2 separate regions of the Pan troglodytes genome follow, and region 2 is linked to region 1. Evidence: chromatin contacts called from public HiChIP or PLAC-seq data. All regions are on one chromosome and are shown on one strand. The core of a region is the stretch at or near the end of the contact, and the rest is flanking DNA. Distances in the headings are between cores, read along the strand shown.

Region 1 (3,647 bases), core at 335-2,834:
AGGAAAGTGCAGAGAACATGCCTTCGTGGGCTTAGTTTGAGGGAATAGGGGCTGCATTTCATCCTGGAGATGGCTACATGAATTCGTGAACTGAGGTGACAACACTGACTCTCTCCGGAAGAAAAGATGCTATCTCTTCACGGAGTTTAATTACAATGGCACTACTTGAAACAAGCTGCAGCAGCAGCAACAACAAACGCTACTGTTAGCCCAGTCACAGCTCAGCTCAACATTCAGATTAGAGAAAGCAAGAACCATTTTTTTCCCTGGGACACCCTTCTCTACTCAAATACCCGCTGAAAAAAAAAATTCTGAGACAAGCACTAGGGAGTGGGGAAAGCGGGCAGAGATGAACAATAACCCATATTCAGGGGTTAGAAAAATAATATTAATAAATCATGGTAGTTTTTTTGTTTGTTTGTTTTTGGCAGGAACTTGCCACTCTTCAGCATCATCCATCAGGAAATCTAGGGTCGGAAAAGTGTACCAACTGACCTTCCAAATTTTCTGCATTTGGTAGATGCAAATCACACAGTCCATCCCCGCCCTCAGCACTTGGACGGTATCAGGGAAACATAAGTATCAGTGGAAGAATCTTGAAGTGAAAAATAAATAACTGGTCAGGTTAGGGTTAGTGTTCTTGTGTGCAAGGGAGCTAGTGAAGTTTAGGCTTTGATGCGCACCCACAGCGTCAGCAAAGGAGGAGGAATTAAGGGACAGCATGGGCCGAAAAGCCCCCGAGTTTTGAGGTCAAGCCAACGGGCTGGGTCTCCGGTATCCTAGGATCTGCCCTGCACACAACCTTTGGCAGTTTCTCGGTTTGAATCTCGCCTGTACATTTCCAGACGAGACACTGTCTTACTGAGCGTTCTCACAGCGCCTAGCTCAGAGCTGACCGCAGAGCCGGCTCTCAATAACATCTAGACGCAAAAGCAGCTTTTGAGGTTAGGGGCGGAAGGGCATCGGTTTTACTTATTTTAAGGCTGGAGCTCGGTGCAGCCGGATCCAACTGCCAGCACAATGTTCCCGATCACTTCTCGCTTCCATTTCAGCCCAGGAGACGTCGGGAAACCCACAGGACCCGCTAGGGGCTAAGCGGTTAAGCCGCGTCCTCCAGGTGTCAGTCTCGATCCGTTCGGAAACCACAACCTCCAGAATCCCTTGTGCCAGGAGGCCAGGCCGCAAATAAGATGGCTCCAGAAGGGTGGAACATACAGCAGGGGGGGAACTTAGTCGTTGGCAGTTTCTTCACGGGATGTGTTTAAATTGCCGAGTCCCCACATACGCGCCACCCCACAAATCTCCTTCGAGGCCGTGGAGGCCACGGCTGCCGCCTCGCCCGCTCCTCCAGGAGTATGCTGGGATTTGTAGTCCAGCAGCCGGACTGGGCCGAGCTACCTTTCCCAGCTTGCCCTGCGGCTCGGGTGATATCAACAGTCTTTTCCAGAACTCTGTCTGCACTGAGACCCTCTTCCCCCAGTCCTCTTCTCGCGGTCGACTCCTTCCCATCCGTGGCGACAGAACGGCGGTTACAGGAGAGGCCCCGGTCCCTCGCCGCGCCGCCCCGAGGGGCACTTCCGGCGGCGGTTCACTTCCTGGTTGGGTGGATGGAGCCGGGCGGGAGCGCGCGCGGGGGAGGGGCGGCGGGTCAGTCTCCGCCCGGCGCTCCCGGGATCAGCTGGCGGGCGGGCGGGAGCCGAGCGCGGCCCCGGCTCTCGCTGCAGCGCCGCCTCTTCTCTGCGTCGCAGGCCGGCCCGGCGGCCGTGACAATGTCGCGGGGCTGGTAGCAGGGCGCCGGCCGCCGAGCCGTCTCAAGTGGGTGCTGCCAGGATGCCGCCTCGAGGGGCGGCGGGGAGACCCGGGAGGAGCGGGAGGCAGTGCCCGGGAGGGTCGGCGCTGCCGGGGCAGCTCGGATCCCTCCTTTCTCCGAGCTCCCGGCTCGGGGGTCCCGGGTTCTGGGGCCGGGGTCGCGTTTTCAGCCCCACGGTTTTTCTCGCCGGGAAAATACATGAAGCGTTTCCCCAGGATGATGGCTTTTGCTCCCCCTAGGACTCAGCGGTTGAATTTTTAAGCGTGTTACTGATTCATCCTCTCTTTCTTCCTCTGTCATCACAGGTTTAAACTTACACGAATCGCTTTCTGGAGGAGGAGGGGACCCGCCGCGCGATTGACACGCATATTCCTATAGGCATCCTCCCTCAGCCCCCACCCCCACGGCCGGATTCGGGTGGCTCCTCTCCGAGGTGAAATCCGAGAAGAAATCCTTGGATCTCTTTTCTTTAAAAAAAAAAAAAAAAAAAAAAAAATCTAGAAACCATCGGTATTTTGCTTTGCTGCTCCCTATTCGCAAGATGAAGAAGTTTTTCGACTCCCGGCGAGAGCAGGGCGGCTCTGGCCTGGGCTCCGGCTCCAGCGGAGGAGGGGGCAGCACCTCGGGCCTGGGCAGTGGCTACATCGGAAGAGTCTTCGGCATCGGGCGACAGCAGGTCACAGTGGACGAGGTGTTGGCGGAAGGTACGGTGGGGCTCAATGCGCCGTAAATTAAAATCTTGTGCTGATGCGGCAATACTGTGGTTTCTAGTTGTTGCATGTATGAATGGGCTTTGACCAGTTGACCCTCCCTTCCCCCTTCACTTGCCCTGTGAGTCATTGTCCTTGAGAGATTTAAAATTGAGATTTGAAAGTGACTGGGCTTATGGGGGTGTGGGGAGGTTGCCGAAATTGTTTACGTTAGTGGCCTTTTATTTTTATTTTTTTAATATTGAGAAGCCAAATTTTGAGGATCACACAAGAAAACGTATGTGTGAAAGTGTAAAGCTTTATGCCAAAGGCAGGGTGATGGGCTTGTCATCCTCCTAAAACTTAAAATCTTGATGTGAAGGCTGAAGGGTGGGGGGACTTTTAAGAAGAGAGGGGTTTCTCCTTCTCCTACCCAACTTTCCCACTTCCATGAGCAGGCATTGGAAGGAAGAGAGGATTTTTGGAGAACGTGAACGTGTTTTTCCAAGGGCCAAGGCTCTTGGTGGATTTCACTAGTAGATTTGTTTCCTGACCCAACTGTAATCAGGTCCCCAGGTTATAGCAAAGATAACAGAAATTACATAAAACAAATGTGGTTATTTTGAACTCAGTCTAGTAGGCCCCTCTTCCTTCTCGCTTTAGGTTTTGTTTTTTGTTTTTTTAATCAAAAGAAAAATTACTTGAGAGTGGCTCTGATTTTGTTTTTTCGCTATCAGAGAGGATGTTATTTAGATCTGCTGCATAAATTCCCTCTGTGTTTCATCTGTGTGTCTATACTCACGTAGATATACATCTTGATTCCCCCAGGCTTTCGGGAAATCTTTGCATGTCTCTTTTGGTAACCTTAACCTCGACCTTCATAATTATGCCAGACTCATAGTTTTCACAGCCCTTCGCCTGCCTAGTGTGCTTTTATTTTTAATAAAAGCAGCAATTTCCTTGGCATGAAGCAATTCAGACTGATTGGATGGGGCCAGCCTGCTGTAGGTTGTGTTATAGACCGAGAGGGGTTGGAAGAAGGGAGAGGTCTCTCTTATTGCAACATGGTGATGGTAGGGAACAGTTTTATTAGCAAGGGAAGAGAGAAAGCGAAGAGGCCTCTTTAAAAAGGGGCCTTTTGCAAGCTA
Region 2 (3,647 bases), core at 519-3,018, 210 kb after region 1:
TGGAGAACTTTTACTCTAGCTAGAGGATTGTAAATACACCAATCAGCACTCTATGTCTAGCTCAGGGATTGTAAACGCACCAATCAGCACCCTGTCAAAACGGACCAATCAGCTCTCTGTAAAACGAACCAATCAGTACTCTGTAAAATGGACCAATCAGCTCTCTGTAAAACGAACCAATCAGTACTCTGTAAAATGGACCAATCAGCTCTCTGTAAAATGGGCCAATCAGCAGGATGTGGGTGGGGTCAGATAAGGGAATAAAAGCAGGGTGCCTGAAGCAGCAATGGCAACCTGCTTGTGTCCCCTTCCATGTTGTGAAAGCTTTGTTCTTTTGCTCTTTGTAATAAATCTTGATGCTGCTCACTCTTTGGGCCCGTGCTGTCTTTATGAACTGTAACACCCATCACAAAGGTCTGCAGCTTCACTCCTGAAGTCAGCGAGACCACGAACCCACCAGAAGAAACAAACTCCGGACACATCTGAACATATGAAGGAACAGACTCTGGACACACCATCTTTAAGAACTGTAACACTCACCACGAGGGTCCATGGCTTCATTCTTGAAGTTAGCGAGACCAAAAACCCACCAATTCCGGACACAGTAGCACAGAGGCTGTGGGTGGTTTGACTAGAGCAGGCCCTAGGAATGGTGGGACACAGAAGCCTTGTTTCAGGGGTTTGAGGAGTGGGAAGTGAAAAACTAGAGACTAAGAGTGCAGACAACTTTTTAAAGCCACTTGGTTCTGAAGGGAAGAAAAGAGTGTGGAAGAGGATTTGGGGCAAGGCAGGATTTTTCTTATAAGGAATCCATCAGAGAGGGAAAAATTGAAGTCTGAGAAGAATGATTGTTCCAAGGTGGAAGAGCCACATTTTATTTTTGATTGAGGGTCAAAAACAGAGCCTTGGACTGCCTTGTGGTCTAGAATGGGTGTGTGTGTGGGGGTGGGTGGGGGGTTGGATAGGGGAAGACCACTAGTAGTTAAAAGCAAGTACACAGCATTGGGAATGAACCAAACTGGTAGGAGGCACAGCCCACTCAGTGTGCGGGCCTGGGCGAGCTGCAGGCCTGAAACCCACCCACCCTCTTAGATGTGTCTGTGGGCCATAGAAATTACTAGGGTTGTCTTGGGTGTGGCCTCAACCTGTTCAACAACAGGTGTGCTGTTTCCATTCTGGAAACCAGTCCTCTGTCTTCCAGAACAGTGATTCTCAAATTTTAGCTGGCATCAGAATCCTGGGAAGGGTTTGTTAAAACACTACTAGGCAGGGTGAGGTAACCTAAGAGCTTTTGGAGGCCCAGGTGAGAGGGATCACTTGAGGCCAGCAGAGTTCAAGAGCAGCCCAGGCAACACAGGGAGACCTCTTCTCTACAAAAATACTACTACTACTACTGCTACTAAAAGCCAGGCACCGTGGCTCACACCTGTAATCCCAGTGCTTTGGGAGGCTGAGGCTGGAGGATGAATCACTTGAGCCCAGGAGTTGGTTTTGGTGAGCTATGATCGCACTCCTGCTCTCCAGCCTGGGCAACAGAGATAGACCCTGTCTCTGGAAAAAGAAAAAAAAAAAAAAAGCAAGTAACGAAAAGATTTCTAGTCCCCACCTATAGAGATTGTGCCTCAGTAAGTACAAAGTGGGGCCCAGGATTTCTAACATGTTCTAACGTGCATTTCTAACGTGTTCTCCTGCTTTTTTTGGCCCCTAGTCCGCACTTTGAGAACCGTTGTCCTAGAGAAAACGGAATACTCCAGGAAGGTTCTGGAAGAATAGGTAATGGGCTTTGGCACTCTGCCCTGGAAACTAGTCAAGTCTCATGTTAATCGGAGAAGGGCAGCACTGTACCAGATACATCCTCTGTGCGGGTTGGTCCAAGATGACCAAGTGGCAGCTGACAAGCACAGCTATGAAGAAGGGTTAGACACAGTTCCACATCAGACCCATGGGAAAAGGGCAGGAGAAATGCGAGAACCTTTTAGAAGGAATGCTCCAGGGAGTCTTTGGGGGCAGTCACTGAGCTGGGCCTGGAGGCTGAGTAGGGTCCTAGAGGAGGGAATGGGTCAGGTTTACGGGCTGGAAACAGCATTCGCAAGGCAGCACCAGCACCAGCTAAAAACCTAGCCAACAGGGAAAACAAAGTACGGAAACACGCATGCGTTCACAGTGCTGCGTGAATTAACCAAGCGTCGGCGCAAACGGGAAAGGGTCCCCGGCCTCTCTTGGTCAGGGTGACGCAGTAGCCTGCAAACCTCGGCGCGTAGGCCACCGCACTTATCCGCAGCAGGACCGCCCGCAGCCGGTAGGGTGGGCTCTTCCCAGTGCCCGCCCAGCTACCGGCCAGCCTGCGGCTGCGCAGATCTTTCGTGGTTCTGTCAGGGAGACCCTTAGGCACTGCGGCTAAGATGGCGGCGACGGCCAGGCGGGGCTGGGGAGCTGCGGCTGTTGCCGCCGGGCTGCGCAGGCGGTAGGTGACGAGCCTGGAGCTCCGAATAGGTGTGCCGCTGGGCTTAGCCAGCGGAGCGGTCGCCGCCTTGCAGACCCTTTCTCGAGGCGGGTGGGTAGTGCATCTGATGGAGCCGGCGGGCCCTCCCTGTCGCCGTAGTTGGGGGTGAGCCCTGAGGCTGTCTGTGCGGGAACTCGGCGCTTCTGTGGCCTAATCCGGGCGGACTCTCTGGAGCTTCCTCTCAGGCTCAGAGACCCAGTTCTTGAGTCTCTGCGGTACGGAAGCTTGTAGGGACTGGCTGTAGAGCCAGAACGGAGGAGCTGTTTTAAAATCGTGTGCCTCTCCCGCCCCCAGGCCCTCTACCGGGTGCATTCCCTCCTCTTCTAAACACAGAATCAGAATGTCACACAGAAGGGAAGAAAATACCTTGTCTCGTTTCCTCATTTTCCCAGTAAGGCCCTGAAAGAGGAGGTGACATGTCCAAGGTTACACAGTTTCTAAGTGATGGAATTCCGACGAGAACCCGGACCCCTAGATTCCCTGCACCCACCACCATTAAGCCCACTCTGTTCCCTTGTTTTTCCCGCTTCCCTGAGACGTATCTTTGAGTTTCACCTTTCAAAGACTTCTGTGAACATTGCTAAGAGGACATTTATGTAGGTGTACCTTAATTTTACGTCTGGAGAAAATGGCCTACGGAGAGTTTGCCCTCTTGAGTATTAGACATTGTAGTGTTAATGGTGCTCTTGAAGTTTAAATGTATATCCTAAAAAGATTTAAGTTGGTAGAATTTTTTGTTAGTTACTTCCTGTGTTTGAGTAGATGTCTTCCTTGAATAATGTAATCCACTCTTACTTTAAAAAAACAAGACTTTAAACCTGTATGTTGGAATGTGCTTCCTCTTTATTCAATCTGCTGCCTTTTCCCTGGGCTGAAGGGACGAGAATATTATTCTTCTAGTGTATTTCCAAATTCCAGAGTATTCACAGATTTAGATACTGAGCTATAGAAAAAGGCATTTTTACCCCAAACCTTGAACTTCACTCAATTAGTAATTATTGAGCACCAATTAAATAATGGTAGCAGCTGCCATTTATTGAGCACTTACTGCATGGCCTGGCACTGGTTTAAGCACTTTACATGGATTCTCTGGATTATTTATGAGGTAGCTGTGAAACTAATCTCATTGTAGAGATGAAGAAGT

Evidence for each region. HiChIP or PLAC-seq counts read pairs in DNA pulled down with a chosen protein or histone mark.
Region 2: a contact with region 1 is called in an H3K4me3 HiChIP or PLAC-seq map of stem cell-derived excitatory neurons, with 5 times the contacts expected there. The contact joins the promoter of NFU1 here to the promoter of ANXA4 in region 1. A contact is called at or near these places in 1 of 7 Hi-C or Micro-C datasets (stem cell-derived neural progenitor cells) and 1 of 1 datasets of contacts at active chromatin or transcription factors (stem cell-derived excitatory neurons).

Annotation. Positions count from the first base shown.
Region 1 is chr12:53,096,120-53,099,766 of NHGRI_mPanTro3-v2.0_pri, forward strand. It overlaps ANXA4 (annexin A4), which reads right to left and starts at 1,585. Exons shown (of 16, transcript XM_016948681.4): 1 at 496-1,585. AAK1 (AP2 associated kinase 1) reads left to right here and starts at 1,633. Exons shown (of 17, transcript XM_054678473.2): 1 at 1,633-1,815; 2 at 2,116-2,514. The coding sequence starts at 2,352.
Region 2 is chr12:53,301,807-53,305,453 of NHGRI_mPanTro3-v2.0_pri, forward strand. It overlaps NFU1 (NFU1 iron-sulfur cluster scaffold), which reads left to right and starts at 1,769. Exons shown (of 8, transcript XM_054678482.1): 1 at 1,769-1,916. The coding sequence starts at 1,777. LOC107973507 (a long non-coding RNA gene) reads right to left here and starts at 619. Exons shown (of 7, transcript XR_010149415.1): 1 at 541-619.